Regions from separate parts of the Mus musculus genome. Here region 1 is linked to region 2. The links are chromatin contacts, called in public HiChIP or PLAC-seq maps. All regions are on one chromosome and are shown on one strand. The core of a region is the stretch at or near the end of the contact, and the rest is flanking DNA. Distances in the headings are between cores, read along the strand shown. Region 1 holds the start of Slc9a3 (solute carrier family 9 (sodium/hydrogen exchanger), member 3). Region 2 overlaps Slc9a3 (solute carrier family 9 (sodium/hydrogen exchanger), member 3).

Region 1 (7,000 bases), core at 3,103-5,602, 46 kb after region 2:
TTGTCCAGGACAAGAGCCCTAGAAGACCTAATAGTTCTTTCTAGCAAGCAGCAGAAGCAAAGGGGTGGCACAGTCACCTGTGCAAAGCCGGGCATGGTGGCGCATGCCTTTAACCCCAGCACTTGGGAGGCAGAGGCAGGCAGATTTCTGAGTTCGAGGCCAGCCTGGTCTACAAAGTGAGTTCCAGGACAGCCAGGGCTACAGAGAAACCCTGTCTCGAAAAAACCAAAACATACAAGCAAACAGTCACCTGTGCAAACAGGCAGGGTTAGTCAGGACTCATTCCTGCAATGCTATGGCGCTTCCTAACCTTCACTCTCTCTCCTCAGGATGCGTCAGCTTCAACCGCTGCATGAGTTTACAGCTCAAGCTGTCCAGGGGCAGCTCCCCAAAATAAGACTTTATACCTCTAGTGACTCCTAGTGGATTCTACAGACTCCCCTCAGCCACATGAGCTCTGCCCCATGACCTGCTCCTAGACTCCTCTCCCTCCCCCTCTCTCCTTTTCCCTTCTCCTCCCTCCCTCTCCCCCTCTCTCTGCATTTACCTCTCTGACCAGTATAGCTCCACACTGTTCTGTTCTGATCTGAGAGGCTCCTGATTTCCTTACTGACAGGGCTCAGCTAGGGGTTGGTCACTGTTACTGCCTGGCTCACCTTCACCAAGCACCTCTGGAGGGCCTGCAGGACATCATTTTTTGTCCCCTATAATTGACCTCCTCCCCTACTCTCCCAGTCTCCTTCACCAGTCCCAAGTTCCCTCTCTGGATTTAGACAGAAGGTCTGGGTCCTGTGCCTGTTAAGCTCAAGAACTGTGAAATTGGATCTGTGCTCCAGAGGCACCACTGCTCCCAGCACAGTACCAAGAACCCAAAAGCTGTGTGCTAATAACCCTGCTATGTATGGGCTCTTCCCCCAAGTAAGTCTGGGCAGCCTCCTCACCTCCCTGAAGCCCAGAAGCTCTGATTGTTCTCCCCACAGCCTCTCTGGTCTTACTCTGTCTTGCAGCCAAAGCAGTGGTCTGAGAGGTCAGTTGTGACTGAGGCCCACCCTCTACACAACTTCAACAAGGACCAAAGTCCTCCAAGGCCTGCAGATGAATTTGTTTAGTCTTCCCCTAGCATTGCCTTGGCCTCTCCCAGTCTCTTTTCATTCTCTCTTTAGACTTTCCATAAGCTCCCCTTATCTCCCCTCTCCCTCCCCCGGTCTCTTCTAGTCTCCCTTCAACTCTTCCACCAACTCCCCTGGCATTCCTTCAGACTCCTGCCCAGCTTTCCCTATCCCCAACAACTTCCCACTGTATGCTCCTGAAGCTGCCTGGATCCACCCTAGGTGGCGTCTTAGTGGATACTAGGTGGACCTAGCCACCTAGGTCCACTTAGTGCTTCCTGTGCTCTGATGTAGGCCCTTATAGCCTATTACTTACCCAGCCTTGAGTCCCAACATTGTAGCTGCAGGCTAGGGACTCCCAAATAGTGTTGGGGACAGAGAAGGGAAGCACCTCACCCACCTAGACTGGATCCTGCCCTTCCACCACAGACAGTCAGACCTTTCCAGCCTACCACCTCTGTCCTTAGACAGGCACCCTGGCCTTGACATCTCTGCCTTCCTCAGTTCCCAACTGCAATAATCACATCACCTGTGTTCCAGGATCCATGTCTTATTTCCTAGCTGGGTTAAAACTGGCTGAAAAAAGTATGACCTCCTAATCATAAGGATGGGCTGGGAGTTAAAAAATAATCAGAAGAAAACATGAATTCCATCAGCATAAGACCTTCCCATCCTCTCCTGGAAGGCAGTTCCTGTACAACTTGAGGATGAAGTAGTGTGGACAGTCCTAAACATTTTTAAAGTACTCAGGGGTTTAATGAGTGAGAACCATGTCCTTTTATGGGAGCCGTGGAGATGTTAGGTATACTACCCAAATTTGCACACACATCAGCTATGTGCCCACAGAGCTATTCGTGAGAGTCTGTGATGGGGCATATGAGGCTGATTGTACAGGGAGGGAGTCTGAGAGGGGTCTGCAGAACAGACCAAGGTAAGAGGATCTGAGTAAACCCAGAGTTCACAGCTGAGGGAAGAGCTGTAAGGTAAAGGCTGGGTACCAGAGTCTCTGCCACCAAGAGAGTGGTTCTTAAAGCCAGCCAGGGTAGAGCTGAACCTGCCGATTGCTTCTCTACCTTTCCGTTTCTATAGTGAGCATTTGGGGAAGATAATGGGTTCCTGGTGTGGTCGGATTAGAGTAAATCCGCTTCAAGAGCTAACACCGGTGAAGATTTGATGCAGCTCCTTATTGTTGGGGCTGAACGGAGTGGAACTGAGCAACAGCGACACTGGTCCTTGAAGGAGAGGGTCTTGTGAACAGATAGAGTCTGAAGGGTGGGAAGGTGTCTGTTGTGATGCCTGAAGCAGATATACTTGAAGATCTCCTGGATAAGGGACCCCAGTGCCAGACTCTTCGCTGAACATGCTGGTAACGTGCAGTACAGTGCATGGAGTGGACCAACAAGGGCCAACCCCTGTAGGTTTAAGCAGGAAAGGATGTTGGGGAACAAAGCAGGGATCGACTGGGAGTATTTGGATCAGTGAGAGCCAGACTCAGCCAGGAAGTTTTGGGAACCGGGAAGGATCATCTCTATACTTTCTAGAAGTTGGGAATGGGGTTGAGTTGAATAATAGGGAATATCTGGGCCCACCAAAAATATTTAAGTCAGAGAGGCCCTTCTGCAGAGTTGCCTGTCCACTGGTGATCCTCTTGACTAATATTGGAGAGAGTTGCTGCTGACTCTGGTGGCCAGGCCTTCTTGGGGCAAGTTCATGGCCCCTGGAGACCTGCAGAGCTATAACCCTAAGGAATCAGGCTTCCCCAGAGTCAGTGTGCTGGCCCAGCCCCAAGCATAGCAGATAGACCTGGCTACTGCTGAGCTGAAATACTAAACTCCAAATCTGTAGTCCAAGGGTACAGAGGGAAGCTCCCAGATAAAACAGAAGGCACACACTCACTTCATAGACTAGAATGCTGCAGTCCATGGACAAGCAGTTGAACCCGGTGAAAGGGCGACCTTGGAACCTCCCTGGCCCTTTCTGAACACGCTGTGTGAAAAAGTCAGTACCATCTAGTTACAGCAACACACAGCACAAACCTTACTGAAAAACGCAGTCAGATAGCAGATGCAAGGAGAGCCTAGTGCCAGATCCACGGGTTAAATGAATGGGAAGAGGAGGCAGCAAGAAATAAATAATAAAAAAAAAAAAAAAAAAAAAAAAAAAAAGCCTTCCCTAACCAGGCACTGTGAGTCTGAGCTCTGTTAACCTTATTCCCTTCACAGCTTTCCCTCCCCTGTCCTGCTAAAGAGGCGTGCTCCCTCCTGGATCTTGGAAGGAAGGAAGGCCTCTTCTGCTTCTTCTATTCCATAACCTTAAAGGAAACGGGCAGGCTAGGAACCTCTGTATCTGTTCTTGCTCTCCCTTGAATAAGGGTCTAACGAATTCCACAGGGACCACATCCTTACCACCACCACAAAGATCGTCTTCAACTTTTTAAGAGGTCTGACCTTCCTCTCACCTTGCCAGGAGCTCCTTCAATCCCGCTTCCCGTTCCACTGAGCCAGCTGAGAGGAGAATCATCTCCCCTCCAGACAAGGGGTCACGAGTTTCTCTGGATTAAGTAATAGTTATTTATTTATTTATTTATTTATTTATTTATTTATTTAACGGCTCCGGACCCAGAGTCCACTCCAGTGCCACGTACAAGTCAGTTCTCTCAGTGCAATACGAAGTCCCAAGGTACCAAGTAGGGTAGCATCTAGAGAAGCATTTGGATAGAACGGGGCCACGAGCATGAGATTGTGGGGGCAGCGCCTGCCCTGTGGGACCGCTGAATTAGCTGGTACACTTCTCAGACTAACAGTGCACCGTGCTCTTGCTGAATGTGCCTCTGCCCCAGAAAGGGATAGAAAATGCAAAGGCAAAGGCAGGTGGTATAGATTTTAAGAGCATGGCTAAGGCTCAGTCATAGGATACTTATGATCCACAAAACCTGGGCCGCTTACCGATTTTGGCCAAGCTGGCCACGAGGATCCAGAGCGCAATGATGTATGGATCCTGGACGTGGTGCCATTTGAAGGTGACCACCTGGAAGCTCCCATCACTGCTCGGTTCCTCCTCAGCCCCCCTCGCGCCTTGCAGGCTGGTCAGCGCCAGGGCCAGCAGCAGCTTCCACCCTGGTCCCAGAGCCCGGTGCCACATCGCTGCTGCTCAGCTCCGGGAGCCAACACGCATACCTTGGTGAGTACCTGCTGCGCTCTCCGTCGCAGCCCTCTGCGCGAGCCCGGAGCTGGCAGCAGTCAGGTCCCCAGGCCCGCCCGGGTGGCCTTTAATCCCGCTGCCTCCTCCCGCGCCAGGGCGGGGCCTTCCCGCCCCCGCTGCGCACACGTGAACGCAAACAGTCCTGCTGCGTTAGAAGCACTCCCGCCTGCCCTGCTCACGCCCGGGCTCTCTGGGTGCTGTGGGCTCCTAAGCCAGCAGCTAGAACCTGTGGATTCGAGGCCGCTCCTCCCCAAGGTCGAGTGACATCTAGCCCACTGGCAGTCGCTTCCTTCCCAGCGGAGCGCAGTGCGAGGTCCGGCATACCATTGTCGATTCTACCCGTTAAATTGGACCTGCTTCTCCTGCCTTGGCCACTTCAGCAACCGGATGGTTTTGCTAGTTGCGGGGTACGCTGCACCCCGTTATATACACTCAGCAAGTCCCCTTTTTATTGAGAACCTGGAGTCCACATCTAAGTAAATTGGGACAGTCAAGAAAGACAGAAAATTAAGGGGACATAGGACAGGAAGAAGCTTCTCATTCCAGAGTAGTCTCAATCCTCTGGCCAAGTGAGAGTCAAGAATTCCATCACAATTAAAAATTGCTATGAACTTTGCATATATACAGTATTCTTTGTGTGTGTGTATTTTTTAAATTTTTTATTAGATATTTTCGTCATTCACATTTCAAATGCTATCCCCCAAATTCCCTATATCCTCCCCCTGCCCTGCTCCCCTACCCACTCACTCCCACTTCTTGGCCCTGGTGTTCCCCTGTACTGGGGCATATAAAGTTTGCTAGACCAAGGGGCCTCTCTTCCCAATGATGGCCGACTAGACCATCTGCTACATATGCAGCTAGAGACACGAGCTCTGGGGGTACTGGTTAGTTCATATTGTTGTTCCACCTATAGGGTTGCAGACCCCTTCAGCTCTTGAGTACTTTCTCTAGCGTCTCCATTGGGGGCCCTGTGATCCATCCAATAGCTGACTGTGAGCATCCACTTCTGTGTTTGCCAGGCATTGGCAAAGCCTCACGGGAGACAGCTATATCAGGGTCCTTTCAGCAAAATCTTGCTGGTGTATGCAATAGTGTCTGTGTTTGGTGGCTGATTAAGGGATGGACCCCTGGGTGACAGTAATCTTTTATATGGAAATATTTTTTTAAAAAAATTTAAATGGCAGCGAACCACGCTTAATGCCTAAGCATATGTGACTTTAATCTCTTTCCCAAATAAAAGCCTGTAGTTTTCTGGGAATCTCACAAATAAACTTTGTTTACAAGAAAACAAAACCAAAAAATTATCATAGCCAGTGTGGTGCTGCATGGCTGTAATATTTGGGAAAGGAAGGGAGGAATTCAAAGCAAGCTTTGGCTGGGTAGCAAATTTAAGGCCAGTTTAGGATACATAAGACCCTGGCTCAAACAAACACAACACAAAGTCACGTCTTAGCCCTTGCAGTCTTTGTGATCCATGGTTTTACCTTATCAGCTACACTCCTCCTTAGTATACCCTAGAACTCAACCTACCATCTCATTTAGGAAAGAAAAAAAAACAAAACAAAACCTTAGCAGCCCTTTAAGATGTAATTTCAGAAGTCACCACTAAAACTGTATACATGGCCACTGTAAAAACACTTCTACCTTCCAAACTTACCTTTCAGCCACGACCCCTGGCAGCTCCTCTTCCAACCACTTAAGCCTTGGAAACCCCTAACTAGACACCCTCCAGATGCCCCTTTTGGACCTCCCATTGGGATACCCAGAGAATAGATCCAGTCCCTCTTCAGACCATAGTCCCTTGCTGATGCACCCTTCCCCTACATGCCCAGGTGGGCAATATCTCGCTCTGAGGCTTCCGGACACCCCTCCCCATGCTCACCACCTAGTCTGCCTAAGATCTTGCTCTAATGTCTAGTGTTGATACTGAGATCCTGACTCTTTGCCAGCTCTGCTCCTCAGCTTAGCTCGCTCATCAGCTACTGGACTGTATATCCTTGGGCTGTCCTGTATGGAATGTCTACTTTGTAAGGGAGGGGCTGTTGCAGTCACATGGCTGACCACCCCCCCCCCCCCCAGGACTTGGAGTAGTGTCTGCTCCACAGTAACATGTATGAAATACAGAACGAGTGACAGGAGACTGATTGGACAAGTGACTGGTGGTTGACTCAGGACAGGCAGGGTTACCTCCTGGCATCTAAGCCCAGAGGTGAGAACTCTCAGGAGGAAGTACTAGACCGAGTAGCTTTATTTTCATCTCGCTGTCTTATGTTGATGGGTGTTGGCTTGCATGGGAGGATGGTAGAGCTGGGTGGTTGAGTGATGAGTGTTGGGGCAGAGGATGGGTGGTTGAACTGAGCCAATCACAGGACCTGGCACAGAACAGAGCATCGTAACTCTTTAATTGGCCATCAGGTTTGCAATCTTGGTGCTTACTTGGGCATCTTGTATGGTGAGTTGCTGGGATTGCTGCCAGTTTATATGGTCAAACTGAACCTGCTCTTTCCAGTCCCAAAGGAAGGCTAGAAGAATGAGAACCGTCTTATTCCTAGTTTAGATGCTCCTGGGAAAAGCCTCAGGTGGGGGGCATACTTTTAGATGCTGCCCTTGTATTCCACAGGAAGGCCAAATCCCATGGCAATAGTGTACTCATGATGTCCGGTGACCCTCCAAAGATTTTATCTATACCT
Region 2 (7,228 bases), core at 1,285-3,784:
CTTCATAAACAAAGTATGCACCCAAAATGCCTCAAAGTGTTTTTAATAGACATAAGCAAGCAGTCCCTGCAGTTTGCTGATGAACTCCTTGTACAAATGCTGCCCAGCACATTGGAGGGCCGCTTTAAGGCACGAGATTCTGTGATCAGAATTGAAGCTCAACTATGACTATGTTCACATTAATACACAATTTTAACCATTCAAAATATATTTCTAGTTTTGATGAAGTCCTTTAAATTTCCTTTCATAAAAAGATTAGTAATACATAGTATATTGAACACTGTAATAAAATTATTTTCAAGAAAATACAGAAGTGGAAATACAAATTTCCTAAATTTGTATACTTTGTAGTACCACAAAGCAGGTCTGAGTTCAGTATTAAATAAATAGAAATTCTCTTCTAATAAAAAAAACCTTTTACAACAGTTTTCCTAAGGAAATACATTCATAGGATTTTACATTCTATTGTACAACAATGACAAGAACAAGAGGGTCCTCAACTATGAGATGTGGCCACTGTGTCATTTAAGCACAGGAAGTGGGGTTTTGTGAATGAGGCTTTCTTGTCAAGACTCTGATTCCATATGGCTATGCCCAATGGTGTGGTTCACACGCTCAAAGGACATGGCCTGTGCACAGCTAAAATATGGACAGAGTGTCAAAGAGTTCCACAGATTGATCACCCAGCTGCTAGCTTTGGTATCTCTGGGTACTGGTGCAAGGTGACAGTTGCCGAAGCCTGTCTCATCACATTTGGCTTCTAATTCTGCAGTGGGAATTGGACCCCATGTCCAGCAGATCAGGTGAGGTGTTAAGGCAGTGTCCTGGCACAGGAAGGTATGAGAAACTTGTCTGCAGAGCAGGGGCTGAGAGATGCCTCGCAGAACACCCCTGGTACAGTAGCCAGGTACACCGTGCCTAGGAGGTACTCTAAATGGCAGCTCCAAATAATCTGGTGAAATTCCGGATCCCAGCATTGTATGGTGGCTGGACTTCAGAAATGGACAAATGCTTCAGGGCTGTGGAAGTCAGGTGCTGAGCATCTCCCTGATGGCCGAGTCTGAGCTAGCCAGTCAACAGCATACTGACAGGTTCCGTTGGGGAACGGCACTCTGAAGCACAATGCAGTATGTTGAGCGAACTTGCTTTGTTTTCATTCACTTCTCTCAGCTCTCTTCCTATCCATGAATCAACTGCAGCATTAATATAAGTTGATGGACCTTCCTGGGACTCCTCTGAAGGTGACTGTCAGCCTTGTTCCTGAGACATGGTATTTAGTTTCCTGAGCAGAAACCTGAGTGCTTTGTTTCAGAAGTCTCCAGGAAGTCCTTAAGTCCACCTTTAGACTCATCTCGATCTCCCTTAAGTGATACCCTGTGGTACAGGCCAAGTTTCCAGTGAGTTGGAAGCAAAACTCAGGTGACTCTTCAATACTGGACTTCTGAGGAAAAGTGATAAGGGATGATGGCCCAGCCTCTTACCCCTACAGAGGGCCAATGTTCTAAGGCAGAGTCCCTGAAGATCTGGGGGCAGAACAAATTGCCCAGAGAGTGGGTTCCTACATTCCCCTACTCTTGAGTGATGTAGAGCCCCTCTATGCCCCAGGTCTTCCCTGCCTTTGATTGATACCAGAGAGCTGGCTATAATTTTGACCAAGGTTTCTAGTGAACCACTACTAGCGCCCTAGCTCAGCCTGCCTGGCCATCTGCAGTGTTCCCAACTTAGGCATAGCTCAGGCCAGACACCTTGTTTGTGATGGCAAGGACCAGGCTGGGAGGGGCCAGGCAGGGAAAGTCTGAGCTAGAAGAGCCAAATATTTCTGCAGTTAATCACAAGGTCTAGGGCAGTCTGGAGAACTAACTTGGAAGGGGGTCAGATAGGGCCTCGGGGTGTATATTTCTGGGGATGCATAGGACCTGCTACCTATTTAGAATGAGGTTGATCTGGGCAGTGCCACTTCTACACATCTTAATTTTTGAGACCTTCTTTTGTACCAGCAGTGATTTAAGTCCACCACAAGCCGCTCAGGGATCTTCCTCCTCCTCAGAGTAAGGGTGGCAAACACTAACAAGGGCTCTAGCCTCAGGGTAGGGGTGGGGAGGCAGCACCACAGAGCCCTAGGATCTGAACCAGGGCAAGAAGATGGCAGGAGGCAGTGTGGTATCCTGGGGACACCAGATGGATTCTTCCTAGGGCTAGGCTATGCATTAAGACTCCCAGGGTGCATTGGACCCTAAGAACACTAGCTGGTTGGGGAGGGGCCACTGAAGGAGACCCTCTGAGCTGGGCCCCTGGCCAGGCAGCAATTACAGTGGCGTCTCTTCTTGCTCCAGAGCGTGCAGTGGCAGTTCTATAGAGCCCGGAAGAGAAGCGAGTTTTAGCAGAGCTGGTCGTCGGCGCGGGCGAGGCCTTTGGAATGAGCGCCTACTGTGTACCCGGCGTGCAGCTGCCGACCGAGCATGTGCACTGGGTGGGGCCCGGTGCTCTGGCTCTGTCCCGGGATCACCAGAGGCAAAAGTGACAGTCGAGGTGCGCTCAGATGGGGCGGGGCTTGGGGCGCGTGGGTGGGCGAGCCCTGCGGGGAGCAAAGACTGCTGGGAAGCAGCAGATGGCTGACGAGACAAGCGTCCAGTAAGCGATGTGCCAGAGCCCGTGTCACCTGTGGGAAAACAGGAGTGTGAGTGGCTCTCAGTCCAGATCAACACTGACCTCCAGAAGCCTGTACTCAGTCCAAGATTCCCTTCCCCCTGAGTTTGCTGTTCCTCCATGGCTTGCCCAAAATTAGGTGCCTGACCATGGAAAGGGTACCTCAGGCTCAAGTGCAAAGAAAGACCCCTAACCTTCCACACCAAATGGGGGCATTTTCTGCTGTGCACTACTGCAGAGTTAGGAGGAGTTCCAGCCGGTGTCTCTGAACCTTCCTAGGCAGCTATGCACTGAGCAGATCTGGCTCACTCCCCATATTCTGACACTTTCAAACCCTGCCATTGATAGCAGCCCCCTCCACAAGGGGTAGCAGTGCCACACCCATCCCTGGGTACTACTGCTCTACCCTAAAAACCTATCACAAGCCTCAAGGCACATAAGGCTCTTTCAAAGAGCCAGATCTTTAATTCCAGCACTCAGGAGGCAAAGGCAGCCTGGTTTTCATAGCTAAGTTCCAGCAGCCAGAGCTGCTCAGGGAAACCCTGTCGAAAAGGGTGGAAGCGGGGGCAAGCCGAGAGACAGAAGCAAAGAGCAGGTGGAAGAGCTCTGTGGACAAGCAGGTTCTAAGAAATATACAGCTGGACAGATGACCAAGACAGGGTTTGCAGAGTGAAGACAGCTGCTGCAAAGTCTGAAAAAGTGCAGGTACACCTGACGGCAACAGCTGGGAAGAAAGAACGCGTTAGAGGAGGAAAGCAGTTACATGTGTGTGGACTCGGGGGCAGCCGGTTGGAGCTGTTCCTCGTGGCCATCAGCCTGCAGGAAGGAATCCACGGATTTGTTGCTGAGGCGGAATGGTGTCAGGCGGCGGAAGTTGCTGGGAGAGTTTGGAATCTGAACACGGGCCCTCTGGGAGGGCACCACGGTCTCCCCAGGGGACAGCCAGGGTGGCACCCTGGATAGGATGCTTGGGTCCAGATCCTCATCAGGGGAGAACACGGGATTATCAATTCCTAAGAGAAAGGGCAGCTGGTCAACCTCAAAGAAATACGTGCTCTCAGGGGAACTAGGAGGCTGGGTGGATTGGCTCTGTACTGGGTGACTATGTCAACTTCTCTTGGGGCTACCACCTTCAGGGTAACCTTGACAGTCAAACTTATAAATCTAACCCTCATCCCACACCTTCCCTCCACATTTGAGACCCAAAAATCCTAGACAGTTTCAACAACACCTCCCTTCTCTCAGGTCTGGCCTGTTCTTCCAGATATGCTTGCCATCTGCCCTGGGAAGACATCTAGGTAGAAGAGGTTATACCTCCAAGATTGATACTAAGCCTCCTCAAGCCTAGCTCCTCCTTCAATGACCAAGCTTGCTTAGGGCAGCAGGGATATCTCCCGCATTGGTCTCTCCCATCTTACCTGCCCCAGAGTCAGAGGCTACATCCTGGGTGACACTGGCCAGAAACTCAATGCCTCCACTGATCTCTTCATAGTTGGTGGCCTCCTCATGCTCTGAAAGTTCCAAATCTAGGTAGCAGAGGAAAAAGAATACTTTGAGTAAGAATGACTCAAGTTCTTGATGGCTGCTATACACTCTCCCCTCCTATCACACACACCCCCTTCCCCCGCTCCATGGGTGGTTTTTCACAGCACTTGGGTAGCCTAGGGTTCAAGGGTCTGGAGCCAGTTGTGCAAAGGTCTGAACTACTCCTACAGTGCTTCCTTTTGTGACCCCAGCTATATTTGATCTTTGGGAAGGTCTGTTGGATAGGAATGGCTGGGACCCCAAGACCTACAGTGAAAGGGATGGATGAAGAAAAACCACTTATCTTTTAAAGGTATGTGTGTATATGTATGTGTGTGTGTGCTCATGCACATGCATGCTCGTGAGTGTGTTTAGTACCCATGAGGGCCAGAAGAGGGCATTGGATTCCCTGGAACTGGAGTCGCAGGTGGCTTAAGTTGCCTTATGTGAGTGCTAGGAACTGAACTTGAGTCCTCTGGAAGAGCAGTAACCATTCTTAAACACTATGGGATGTCTTTCCATCCCATAGTGGGAGTGCTGCTGCAGGAATATGGGAGAAGAGCACTAAGAGTGTCTGGCCTAGTGGTATTCCCACTCCCACCCACCAAGGGATGCATAGAGGTCCAAGATCAGAATCCCCGGGTACAGCCACAGGTCCGGGAGTCCCTCCTGAATCAAGCACTTACAGAGGAACAGTTCTTACCTTTCTCCTTGATGGTGTAGTTGTGTGCCAGGTTCTCCATAGGCAGTTTCCCATTAGGAATGCTGCTATTCCTCTGTGGACAAGTATGAGCTCTTACAGATGTACCCACATCCAGGCCCCTAACTTGCAGGAATTTGGTCTCTGCTCTGGTGAAAGTCTGTTCACCTGGCAGCTTGCCTGGCCAGCAGGACCACAGAGAGTCCCCTGACCCTTCCTGGTAGCCCACCCTACAACCACTGACCCCACCTTCCCTCACCCGCTTCTGTGCGCGCTCCCTCTTGTACAGCTTGGCCGCCTTCTTATTCTGGTTGATGCCTAGCTTAGCTGACTTAAAGGACTCCAGGCGCTTCCTCATGGTTCTGTGAAAGATTTCCTTGTCCTGCTTTTCATCCTCATTGGGTGTTAGCTCGTGCCGACTATAGAGATGCTTGTACTGTGGGAACAACTGGCAGTCAGTTGGGCCTATATGGCCCAGGCAGGTCACAGGATCTCCAGCTCATCCCTGTGGACCCCTTGTCTGAGAAGAAGGCAGACACTGCTGTAGGTGTGTGACTGGGTTTCACCAGCCATCCCTGTGGACCCCTTGTCTGAGAAGAAGGCAGACACTGCTGTAAGTGTGTGACTGGGTTTCACTAGCCATCCCTGTGGACCCCTTGTCTGAGAAGAAGGCAGACACTGCTGTAGGTGTGTGGCTGGGTTTCACCAGCCACATCACATGAGGGGATGACAAAGGCTTACCCTGTGGGATAGGAGGGCTCTGGGTGTCTCATCTCATGGTACCCACCTCCTGCCGAGGCTTGTACAGGTACTGTTGCAGTGTGTGGTGGGTGACCATGTCCTCGGTGTCACGGATGCTCCTCCGCCTCTGTTCCAAGGACTGCATGTCCAGGCATACAGCACTGACATTTTCCCTCCTGCAGGAACCAACACTGAGCCCAGGGGAGCAGCTACACAGAAGTCACCTGCCCTGCTTAGGTACTTCATAGTCCCTTCCTGCCTCAGGACTGCTTGGATGGTTTCCCAGAATACCTTCTAGATTTCTGTGTAAAGTTGAACCCCAGTGCCACCAGTCCCCCTCTACAGCCCAACTATGACTCCTGAGGCCCACAGCCTCTCATAAGTGCTAGAATAGCCACCATCATAAAAACTGACAATTAGCTGCTCAGGGCTAAAGGACATGAACTTCTAAACACGCCAGGCATCTGCTGCTAACCCTTCCTGCCTTTTTCCTTCTCTCTAATCTCAGTGCTTCACAGTCCTGCTGACTGCTGAATAAAGGTGTGCTTTCACAGATGGGGATGCAGGCATCTTTCTGTACCCTTCTCCTATCCTGGTCAACTTATACTTTCCTTACTCAGTTGCCTTAGGCCCTGTAGGAGGAACTAGTAGGCTTAATGGTCATAAGAGAGATGCTTTTTAGGGGTACACTTTACCAGGGGAGTTTATGAACTGGTCACATACAAGAAATATGAGACAGACGCCTCCACAGTAGATGGGCGGGGTGTGTTGAAGTCCACATTGACCATATTGTCCGTACTTGGGGAGCGAATGAAGGCCAGGGACCCACGGCGCTCTCCCTACAAGGAGAACATAGACTCATTAGCACTCAAGGATGTCCCTTAGGTGGCACCTGCCATGTCGAAAGATCCTGTGACCAAGCTGAAGGGCCTGTGGACTCGGGCAGGCAGAGATGAAGCTCAAGGAAGATCAGCCTTCCTGGGACCCCGTGCAATGTCCCTAGACACTTTGCAGCTCAACGAGGGCCAAGATACAGAGTAAGAGCTGGAGTTGGGTCCAAGCAAAAGTCATCAAAGTCTCACTTGAGAGGAGTAGAGCTAAAGGTTGAGCAGAAAAAACAAACAAACAAACAAAAAACAAAAAACAGTAGGTAAAAACAGAATCTCTTAAAGGACACAAAAATATCTAGGGTATACCACCCCAGCTTGAAGGTTGGGGAGGTAATTTTTGTCCCCATCAGAGTCTCTGAGTGGCAATGGTCATGGGGTCATATGGTGCTTAATTGGGACTTATGTCTATTAATAAAGGATGTCATGGAGCCCAGACAGGAGTGGGTGGGTCATGGATGAACTGGCCACAAGACAGTCACATGTATGTCATTGAAGGATTTAATATGAATATGTACAACATATATGTCTATGTTGTTTCTATGCATACATGTATTTATGACTATGTATGTATGTATGTATGTATATATGTATGTATTCGTTTACATGTACCTGGGTATGTGTGTGTTCATATTTGTAAATGTAAGCATTACTATACATTTGGGTGTGCATGTATCAGCCATGCCTTTGTGTATGTATGTACATGTGAGGCTGCTCCTTAAGGTCATCA

Evidence for each region. HiChIP or PLAC-seq counts read pairs in DNA pulled down with a chosen protein or histone mark.
Region 1: a contact with region 2 is called in an H3K4me3 HiChIP or PLAC-seq map of intestinal villus epithelium, with 2.2 times the contacts expected there. The contact joins the promoter of Slc9a3 here to the enhancer-like site in region 2. A contact is called at or near these places in 2 of 39 promoter capture datasets (the C10 cell line and embryonic stem cells), 1 of 15 datasets of contacts at CTCF or cohesin (the NIH/3T3 cell line), 2 of 484 Hi-C or Micro-C datasets (cerebral cortex and embryonic fibroblasts), 4 of 115 datasets of contacts at active chromatin or transcription factors (embryonic stem cells, intestinal villus epithelium and kidney) and 4 of 9 other capture datasets (adipose tissue, embryonic stem cells, liver and 1 more).

Annotation. Positions count from the first base shown.
Region 1 is chr13:74,118,765-74,125,764 of GRCm38.p6, reverse strand. Slc9a3 (solute carrier family 9 (sodium/hydrogen exchanger), member 3) reads right to left here and starts at 4,352. Exons shown (of 16, transcript NM_001081060.2): 1 at 4,055-4,352. The coding sequence starts at 4,250. It overlaps Gm41003 (a long non-coding RNA gene), which reads right to left and starts at 3,664. Exons shown (of 3, transcript XR_873672.1): 1 at 3,568-3,664.
Region 2 is chr13:74,162,242-74,169,469 of GRCm38.p6, reverse strand. It overlaps Slc9a3 (solute carrier family 9 (sodium/hydrogen exchanger), member 3), which reads right to left. Exons shown (of 16, transcript NM_001081060.2): 11 at 6,335-6,450; 12 at 5,658-5,787; 13 at 5,130-5,306; 14 at 4,874-4,946; 15 at 4,065-4,172; 16 at 29-3,659. The coding sequence ends at 3,406. Among named protein-coding and RNA genes, the nearest start is that of Exoc3, 43 kb to the left of the region's middle. Within about 2 kb of position 2,534, at least 167 of the 459 cell types and tissues checked have an H3K27ac peak or open chromatin away from gene starts, as enhancers often do. A contact at or near this core is called in adipose tissue, cerebral cortex, embryonic fibroblasts and 3 more, where this site is marked.